Regions from separate parts of the Mus musculus genome. Here region 1 is linked to region 2. Evidence: chromatin contacts called from public HiChIP or PLAC-seq data. All regions are on one chromosome and are shown on one strand. The core of a region is the stretch at or near the end of the contact, and the rest is flanking DNA. Distances in the headings are between cores, read along the strand shown.

What was found. HiChIP or PLAC-seq counts read pairs in DNA pulled down with a chosen protein or histone mark.
Region 1: a contact with region 2 is called in an H3K4me3 HiChIP or PLAC-seq map of bone marrow-derived macrophages, with 4 times the contacts expected there. The contact joins the promoter of 1700015I17Rik here to the enhancer-like site in region 2. A contact is called at or near these places in 1 of 484 Hi-C or Micro-C datasets (bone marrow-derived macrophages), 2 of 115 datasets of contacts at active chromatin or transcription factors (CD8 T cells and bone marrow-derived macrophages) and 2 of 9 other capture datasets (adipose tissue and bone marrow-derived macrophages).

The regions. Positions count from the first base shown.
Region 1 is chr8:35,717,551-35,722,248 of GRCm38.p6, reverse strand. It overlaps 1700015I17Rik (a long non-coding RNA gene), which reads left to right and starts at 2,745. Exons shown (of 3, transcript XR_378890.3): 1 at 2,745-2,866.
Region 2 is chr8:35,538,571-35,542,980 of GRCm38.p6, reverse strand. No RefSeq gene overlaps it. Among named protein-coding and RNA genes, the nearest start is that of Gm39162, 5.5 kb to the right of the region's middle. Within about 2 kb of position 2,225, at least 31 of the 459 cell types and tissues checked have an H3K27ac peak or open chromatin away from gene starts, as enhancers often do. A contact at or near this core is called in bone marrow-derived macrophages, where this site is marked.

The DNA.
Region 1 (4,698 bases), core at 1,496-3,995, 180 kb before region 2:
AGTCACAGAAGACTTCTTTCTTGGTTTATGCTCCTAGGCAACAGTCAAAGATATTGCTTGATTATCATCTCCTGGCCACTCAAGATCTATAGCGTCATCTAGAAGAGCCCAGAGCTCTTTTGTAGTGGGGGATGGGGAGACAAACCTAGTGGAGGAAGAAGTGGGGTGGAGAGAAAAGTGCCACAGGCTCCTGGGACTCCTTGAAGCGTCCTGATCCACTGTACACAGTGTATGATCTGACTTGGTGTCTTAGTCAGGGTTTCTATTCCTGCACAAAACGTCATGACCAAGAAGCAAGTTGGGGAGGAAAGGGTTTATTCAGCTTACACTTCCATACTGCTGTTCATCACCAAAGGAAGTCAGGACTGGGAGGTCCTCCCTTCCAGGCTCTCAGACTGTGTGATCCTCCCTCACAAGCTCTCAGGCTGGGAGGTCCTCTCTCCACCTCTATTTCGATTTTTCCAACTTGAATTGCTATGATAGATATCATTTCTCTATCTCTCTCCACAGTGTGCAGTGTGTATATACCACTACAATGCACAGGTATGTACTGTCACAGAACATGTACATATTTCTGAAATAAATAAATAGGCATTTATCTATGTCTGACTCAGGGTTTCTATTCCTGCACAAACATCATGACCAGGAAGCAAGTTGGGGAGGAAAGAGTTTATTCAGCTTACACTTCCACATTGCTGTTCATCACCAAAGGAAGTCAGGACTGGAACTCAAGCAGGTCAGGAAGCAGGAGCTGATGCAGAGGCCATGGAGGGATGTTACTTACTGTCTTGCTTCCCCTGGCTTGCTCAGCTTGCTTTCTTATAGAACCTAAGACTACCAGCCCAGGGATGATACCACCCACAATGGACCCTCCCCCCCTGATCACTAATTGAGAAAATGCCTTACAGATGGATCTCATGGAGGCATTTCCTCAAGGGAGGCTCCTTTCTCTGTGATAACTCCAGCTTGTGTCAAGTTGACACACAAAACCAGCCAGTACAATTGACCCCTTGTCAACTTGACGCAAAACACATCACTATTAAGCCTGAGCCCTTACTTTCTTATTCATCCCCAAGATCTCAATAACTTTAAAAGTCCCACAGTCTTTACAAATTCTTACATATTAAAATTTCAATCCCTTTAAAATTCATAGTCTTTTTACAATTCAAAGTCCCTTAACTGTAGCTCCACTAAAATACTTTCTTCCTTCAGGAGGGAAAAATATCAGGGCACAGTCACAATCAAAAACAAAAATCAAACACTAACCTTCCAATGTCTAGGATCCAGTCACAATCTTCTGGGCTCCTGCAAGGGTTTGGGTCACTTCTCCAATTCTGCCCTATGTAGCACACACCTTGTCTTCTAGGATCCAGCTCCCTGTACTCCACTGCTCCTGCTGTTCTTGGTGGTCATCTCATTGTACTGGCATCTCCAAAACACTCCTGTCTTCCTCTGCAACTAGGATTCACCAATAGCCTCTCATAGGCTCTCTTCATGGTGCCAAGCTTCAAGTCCTTTGCATGACTTCTTCAGTCCTGGGCTATCAATTGCAACTGTGGCTGCACCCTCACCAATGACTTTCCATGGCCTCTCAGAGTGCTGAGCCTCGGCTGCTCTTCAGGACCCCTTCATGCCTTCACAACTGGTACCACCTGATGACTCTTACACATTACCAAGTTCAGCTGCAGCACAAGGTACAACCTTGGCTGTCTCTGGAACACAGCCTCTGTGCTCTCAGAAAACACTTCCCAGAAGATGCCACCTCAATGATGCTGGTCTCTCTTTTTTTAATTAGATGTTTTCTTTACTTACATTTTAAATGTTATCCCCTTTTCTGCCCCCCCCCCCGAAAACCCCCTATCTCCTTCCCCCTCCCCTTGCTCACCAACCCACCCACTCCTGCTTCCTAGCCCTGGCATTCCCCTACACTGGGGCATAGAGCCTTCACAGGATGACAAGACACTGATAACTGACTCTCTATTTAATCACCGCTAATTTTTTTTAGCTCCAGGTAACCAGAAACAATAGTCTTAGTAGTGCAAAGGTAGTTCTGGTATCTTGTTAATCACAGCTGATTCTTCAGCCACAGCTAACCAAAACCACAGAATCTTCACAATCAAAATAGCAACAGCCCTGATAAGAGTCTTCAATCTTCCCTCTGAAATTTTACAAGCCAGGTCTCCATCTTCTGGACTGTTCTCAACACTATCTTCCAAGCTCCTACAGAACATCCCACAGAGCTCTTAACATCACAATGGTTCTTCTAGCTCAGAGTTCCAAAGTCCTTCCACAGTCCTCCCCAAAACATGGTCAGGTTGTCACAGGAATTCCCCACTCCTGGTACCAATTTGTCTAAGACAGGGGTTTTTATTCCTGCACAAACATCATGATCAAGAAACAAGTTGGGGAGGAAAGGGTTTATTCAGCTTACACTTCCTCATGCTGTTCATCACCAAAGGAAGTCAGGACTGGAATTCAAGCAGGTCAGGAAGCAGGAGCTGATGCAGAGGCCATGGAGGGATGTTATTTACTGTCTTGCTTCCCCTGGCTTGCTCAGCTTGCTTTCTTATAGAACCCAAGACTACCAGCCCAGGGATGGCATCACCCACAATGGGCCCTCCCATCCTTAATCACTAATTGAGAAAATGCCCCACAGCTGGATCTCATGGAGGCATTTTCCTCAAGGGAGGCTACTTTCTCTATGATAACTTCAGCTTGTGTCAAGTTGACACAAAACCAGCCAGTACACTTAACTCCCAGGATACTGGGGAGACAACACAAAGGATGGGTAGCCAGGGGGTGGCTGCTCTGTCTTCATGGAAATCTCCACAGGGGATTGGACCCTCCACTACAGGATCATGGACAGGTGAGTCAGATTTGGTTAAACAACACAGGTTGCACCCTGATTTGCCTTTGAATATATAAACATGCCTTAGTTGGTTAAATGACTATGTATAAGCTTGTACAATGGACAATAAAATTAGGTCTGCACTCTGATGCTAGTCACAGGACCACAGGCATCTCCATCTCCACTTTCCCCATACTTCTTGATCCCCGTTCCCACAATTTGATTCAAATTCTGTCTCATTTGGTACATGATTAAGAAAGACTAAGTCAGATGTTTATCTCCTTAAAGATGTTCCTGGTCAACAGTTTAGTGATGGCTCCAGGCAGGTGGAGATCATCTTTGCTTTGTTTTCCAAGATAGCAATGAAGGCACTTCCTTATTTCCAAACATCATCCGTGGCTTCCGTTAAACCCATTTTTACACAGCAAATATTGACTGGATTTTATATTTTAAAAAATCCTTATATTCTGAAGAGATACAACCTCAATAAGGTGACTGTTGATTCTAGAAGTATCTGTGTAGTTAAAACCCAAGACTTTGAACTTTCTGAGCATGGACAGAGCATTGAAACTCAAGCTCTGTGCAGTGTCATCTGCTTGACTCCTCTGGGCCCCTATCTACACCATAGACTTCTTGTCATAGGTATTTGGATAATAAATGCAAAGCACCTAGAAAGAGCTAAGCCCGGCATAAATAGGAAAATGCTGTAGACAATTTCCTACCCCAGAAGTTGATTCTCTTGTCTGTGTTGATCAAAGGCTACATAAGATGCTATTGCAAGGAACACAGCCCACTTGTTTTGACCCTCTGAACTCCAGTTTACTTCTCTTAGGAGAAGAGGAAATGAGACCAGACAGACAGAGGTCCATAGCAGATCTCATGACCAAGGGCTTAAGAGCTACTGAGCCCCAAGTATCCACACCACTTCCAACTCTCATCTGAATACATGCTGGCATACTCTCAATTATCCATGCTTAATACTGTGTCTCTGGAGATTGTTTCTAAACAAATTTGTCTCTCTTCCTACATGAAACTTTCAATTTCATCAGTTATAAATAATGGCTGCTGGCAATTTATTCTAACAAGAGCTCGAGCAGTTGGTCGGTCATATATTCATTTTATCGATGAGTTTGTTATAGATCGTGACTTAAATTAAGTAGTTAAAAATATAAATACTAATTGGCCAGTGTGATAATTAATCTTGACTGGATTGACAGATGCCTGGGAAATTAGCAAAGTGTGTTTCTGAGGCTGTGTGGGAAGGTGTTTACAGAGATTGACATGTGGGTCCGTGAACTGCATGGGGAAGACTCACTTGGAATGTGGGTGGCCCCACAGAGCAGGCTGGAGGCACATACAAAAGAAAAAGAAGCTCATGCAGAGCCACGTTCACTGCTTTTTCAAGCAGGTGCACTTTTGGAGGCTGCTATTGCCCTTGGACATCAGACTCCATTCTTGGGCGGTCGAGGGTGGCCTCCCATCAGTAGATTTCAGAAGAACTACAAGGCTCTTAGGCTCCAACTGGCTACACCATCAGTTCTTGTTCTAAGGCTTCTAGCTTCTTGAAGTTACCATCTTCCTAAGCTCGGCAGCCTGCAGACAGTCATTGCGAAACCACCTAGCTTCTTATCTGTATACTCATATAATGAAGCCCTTCTTATAATAATAGATATTCCATTGGTTCTACTCCTCGGGAGACCTCTGACTAATACAGCAATCATGTTCACCTTCCCAATACACGGCCACCGATGTAAGACACTGTTTGATACAGGCATAGATTGGAATCTCAAGAAGCCCTGTCAATATCCACAACTTTCTTTGGGGATGATTATTGAGATCCTGCCAAGAGG
Region 2 (4,410 bases), core at 976-3,475:
TCACATTTCCGGATCTGCGCACTCGCACTTGTATCTCCTGTTCCTTTAACTTTAACAGGAATTAGAAACTTGGGAATTACGTGATAAAGGTTAAGGAGACAATAAAGAAATCTGACTTCTGCAAAGCAGTGTCTGTGTAAAGCAAGTCTTATCTTGCTTTATAAGGATCGCACCCTTGCTATAATCTTATTCACAAGTAACTTAATACTGAGGAAGAGTCAAAAGTCTTCGTGAACAAGCTCCAGGTCTTACACATGCCAACCGCATGCTCTATCTACTAAGGCGCTTTCCTTCCTCCCTCCTCCCTCCTCCCTTCCTCTCTTTCTGTATGTGCACACGTGAGTGAGTATATGTCTAAGAGTATATTGTGGGTGTACGAGTGTATGTGTGTGTAGTTGCACGTAGATGCAAATGTATTTACAGCTTGCAGAGACTAGAGAACAGCCTCACCTTAGACACAGTTTACTTTATAGAGGGTGGTTTGGTTTTTTTTGGGTTTTTTGTTTTGTTTTTTGTTTTTTTGTTTTTTTGTTTTTTTTAAGATATGATTTGTCAGTAGCCTAGATCTCACTCACCAATTTGGTTATCTGGTGTTCTGTATGGCATAGAGAATGATCTATGACAGCCATACTTTTCACTTTCAATGAGTGAGTTTATCAAGTATAGAGTAAGCCAAAGGAGAAGAATAAATAATAAGTGGTGAATCGATGGGTAGATTATCACATTATTATGCTCGACACTCAAAATATCCCACAGAAATCTGCTGAGGAAGCCCCTATAAAGAAGCCAGTTGATGTTCCTGATGGAGTCCTAGACAGAGCAGAGTGTCCCCTTGAGTAAAGCTTTCGGGTAAAAGAACAAATAACAGCATGAAGGTAGTAACATCACCAAACCAGGAGCTTGGAAACAGAGAAGAAAGTGACTGGGGAAGCCCTTTTAAAACAATCAGCTGGGGTTTTCCGAGAGCCACAAACAGAGCAGAGTGTCCAAGTCAAAGAATGATAACAGAGATGCCCTCACCAAATGAGGCGTCTTTCAGAAACTGACTTGGGAGGCTGAGTCAGTCAGCCGAAGTTCCTTATTGAGCATTTTATCTATGACAGAGCTTCTCATGCCTGGGCTTCCATTTTCTCTTTCCCACTGCAGACATCTTTATAACAGGGAATAAGCAATCGTAATTTCTGTTGGAAATTGTCCTCCCGCTGCTCTCAAAGATGATGATTTTTTATTCTTGAGTCATTTAACTGTTCCAGTTCCTCCCTGTCACAGAGTGAGTGGGACCAGACCATCTCCCGTTGAATTAATTATTAACTAATTAATAAATCTCAGCGTGGGTTAGCTACCTGCCTCAATGGTTTATGTTCCCGAATGAACGACACACATACTGCCTGTATGTCCCCCAAATGAAAGACACACACAGCCTTTATATTTTAGTATGCCTTAGGCAGCACAATAGCTGGGCAGCCACCTAGCCTCCATGCTGCCAGAATCTTCTTCCTGCCCAGAATTCTGAGTTACTGCTTACTAAATTCTATGTTCTATCTTGCCTGCTCTAGATCCAATTGGTCAATTTTCTGGGCCTTGCTCTCCCGGCTCCTTCACATGGTGGCCACACCTCTGTCTGCATGGCATCTCTCCTCTCCTCCACACTCTCCCTGCATGGCTGATCTCTTCTCTCCCCCTGTCTCAAGCCCAAGAAATCCCTGCCTATGTCCTCTCCAGCTATTGGCTGCTGGTATCTTTATTTACCTATCAGAACCAACTGGGGGAAGGTTCCCCGAAGCTCCATGGAGACCCTCTCTTGTAAGCAGTTTTTTTGGGGGAGGGACATAATTTTGGGGGGAACAGAATTAACATCGTAGTACAAGCAGCTACATCCCCAGATAAGGGAGGGGCCTTTCGAGTCACGTTGAAACAAACATGCTTGGGTCTAAAAATGATGGTGTGGGGTGCTAGGATACCCTGCCTCTGTAGTCAGCTTCTCAGTGAGCTCAAACAACCCATGCATGATAATATACTAATAGAATGTATATTAAAACCAGCTAGGCAGCTAGCCCCAGTCTCTCACTTCCCACATCTGAGATTACAAATGCCTATTTTTTCTTAATGAAGCTTGTGGGCATTAAACTTGAATCCTTATGCTTCAAGGCAAGCATATATCTACTGGGCCATCTCTCCAGGCCAAGATCTTTTTCTTTTCATCGTCTTCTTAGTCACAGTCCATCCGAGGAAGCCTCCCCGTGACACCTGCTTTGTCAGCCTGATGTATGAGCCCAATATCACACAGCCAACTGTCTTAATCACAAAAAGGGAACTAGGATTACGAGATTAATTCCCCTTTTGTTTCCTATCTTCATTTCATGGGGCACTGAAAGTAGATAAATCATTAAGACAATGACTCCATTTCCAGCGAACTTGAAGTCTCATGAAGGAGACGCATACATTTCTGTTTAACAGAGTTAAGAAGACTCCGAGGAAAAAGTTAGACAGTGGATGCTATGGGAGGGATGTTAAGAGTCACAAAGTCCAGCGTGAGGTTCATAAAAGTCTTCAGAGGGAAAGTGGTGCCCAAGGGCAACCACAAAAAGCTGCACAGTATTTGAGCAAACAGCATGAGGAAGGAAACGGTGGGACCTAGTGAGTGGGTTGTGTAAAAGCATTATGGGAGAAGGCAGAAAGGTCAGGACTTAGAAAAGCCTTCCAAGTGTGGGTCTGAATTATTTATTTCTATTAGAATTTAAGTTCCCTGAGTACAGGAACACAGTCTGCTTTGCCCACTAATGCGCCTTTACTGAGCATAGTTCTTGGCACCTAAACGTGCAAGGTAAACGCTGGGCAGGAATCTCATCAGATGCATCTCTCAGATACAAAATTTGGCAAGTGATAAAAGACTGGTGGCAAGACCAGTCCTGAACCTAACGCAATTGTCCAGGTATTGAATTTGACATGATCTCCAAGTAGTTATGAGAACAGGATCAGGAAAAATATTTGATAACCAATAAGCTAAGGATGTTTTTTAATACAGGAGAATAAACAGAGTGGGGAAGAAAAGATGGTAGAAGAAATGTTCATTCATTCATTAATTCATTCATGTAAACCAGGCTGGCCTCAAACTCACAAAGATCCATGTACCTCTGCCTTCTACATGCTGGAATTAAAAACTGTGTGCTTACGGCATCTGGCCCTGAGAGTCTGATTTTAACAAATGCTTCTCCATTGTGTCCTCGTCATTGCCTACCTTTGTCCTTTGGGAACTCTCTACACAGGTAATGTTCAGCTCAGATTCATATGGGTATATTCATTCAAGTCACCTCTATGTAATTCTGAAATTACATGATTTATGAGATTATAATTTAAAATGGTTTCATAAGCAGTTACCCTACAATTGCATGCAAGGCACTCTTATCGGCCATCCCATAACTCTCCTGCTCTTTTTATTTCCCATTTTTACTTTCTATTTCAAATTCTTCATGACAATCTATACAAGTATTCTCTTACATTTGTTGTAGATGGTTTGGGACAGTGTAAAAAACATAGAGAAGAGGAGAAGAGCTATTATATTCTTCTTATATTCTTCTCATATTCTTACCTAAGACTGGCCACTATAGCATTGCTAGAGTTTTCATATACATTTACAGGAATTATATCAAAGATTGATTGGTATAATCTTGCATGGTTTTATTTTTCTCCACTTAACATGGGCTCATAATTATTTTCCACTACTAATGTAAACATTCTACTAGCCACAATATTGCCCACTAGATGATTGTATCATTTTTAAAAGACTCACCTGTTTGTATCTAATATATAACAAAAATTATATATACTTTGCCTGTGTGTATGTATGTGGAATACATGCTAGGTGCCTGGAGAGGTCAAAAGAATGTGTAAATCCCTGGAACTGGAGTTGCAGCTGGTTGTGAAATGCCATGTGGATCCTGGCAATGGATCTCAGGTTCTTTGCAAGAGTGGACTATGCACTTAACCTGTTGAGCCATCTCTCTGGACCCAAGGTGTATCATTTTTAAAGCACATCTTACTGTAAGGCTTATGGGGCACTTCTAAGCTTTTATTATTAAAATACATTGTGGGCTATTTCTTTGGCTTAAAGACTTTATTATTAGCTACTTCTGAACTTTTAGAATCACCAACTAAAAGGAAAGAATACTTTGAGGATCTCAAAACTGCCTTCCAAAGTACTTTCCTCGACAATCCAGCAATTAGTATTTTGTCTTTGACATCAACCATCACCATCATCATTTAGGTACTAGGGGCTGAACTTTAGGTCTTGTGCATGCTACAAAACTGACACCAATACAAAGCTACACTCCCAGGACATAATTAGTTTATGTGAGACCACTTTTGCCAGAATGTTCTTGAAAGAACAGATCTAGTAATTGGTTTTGTTTT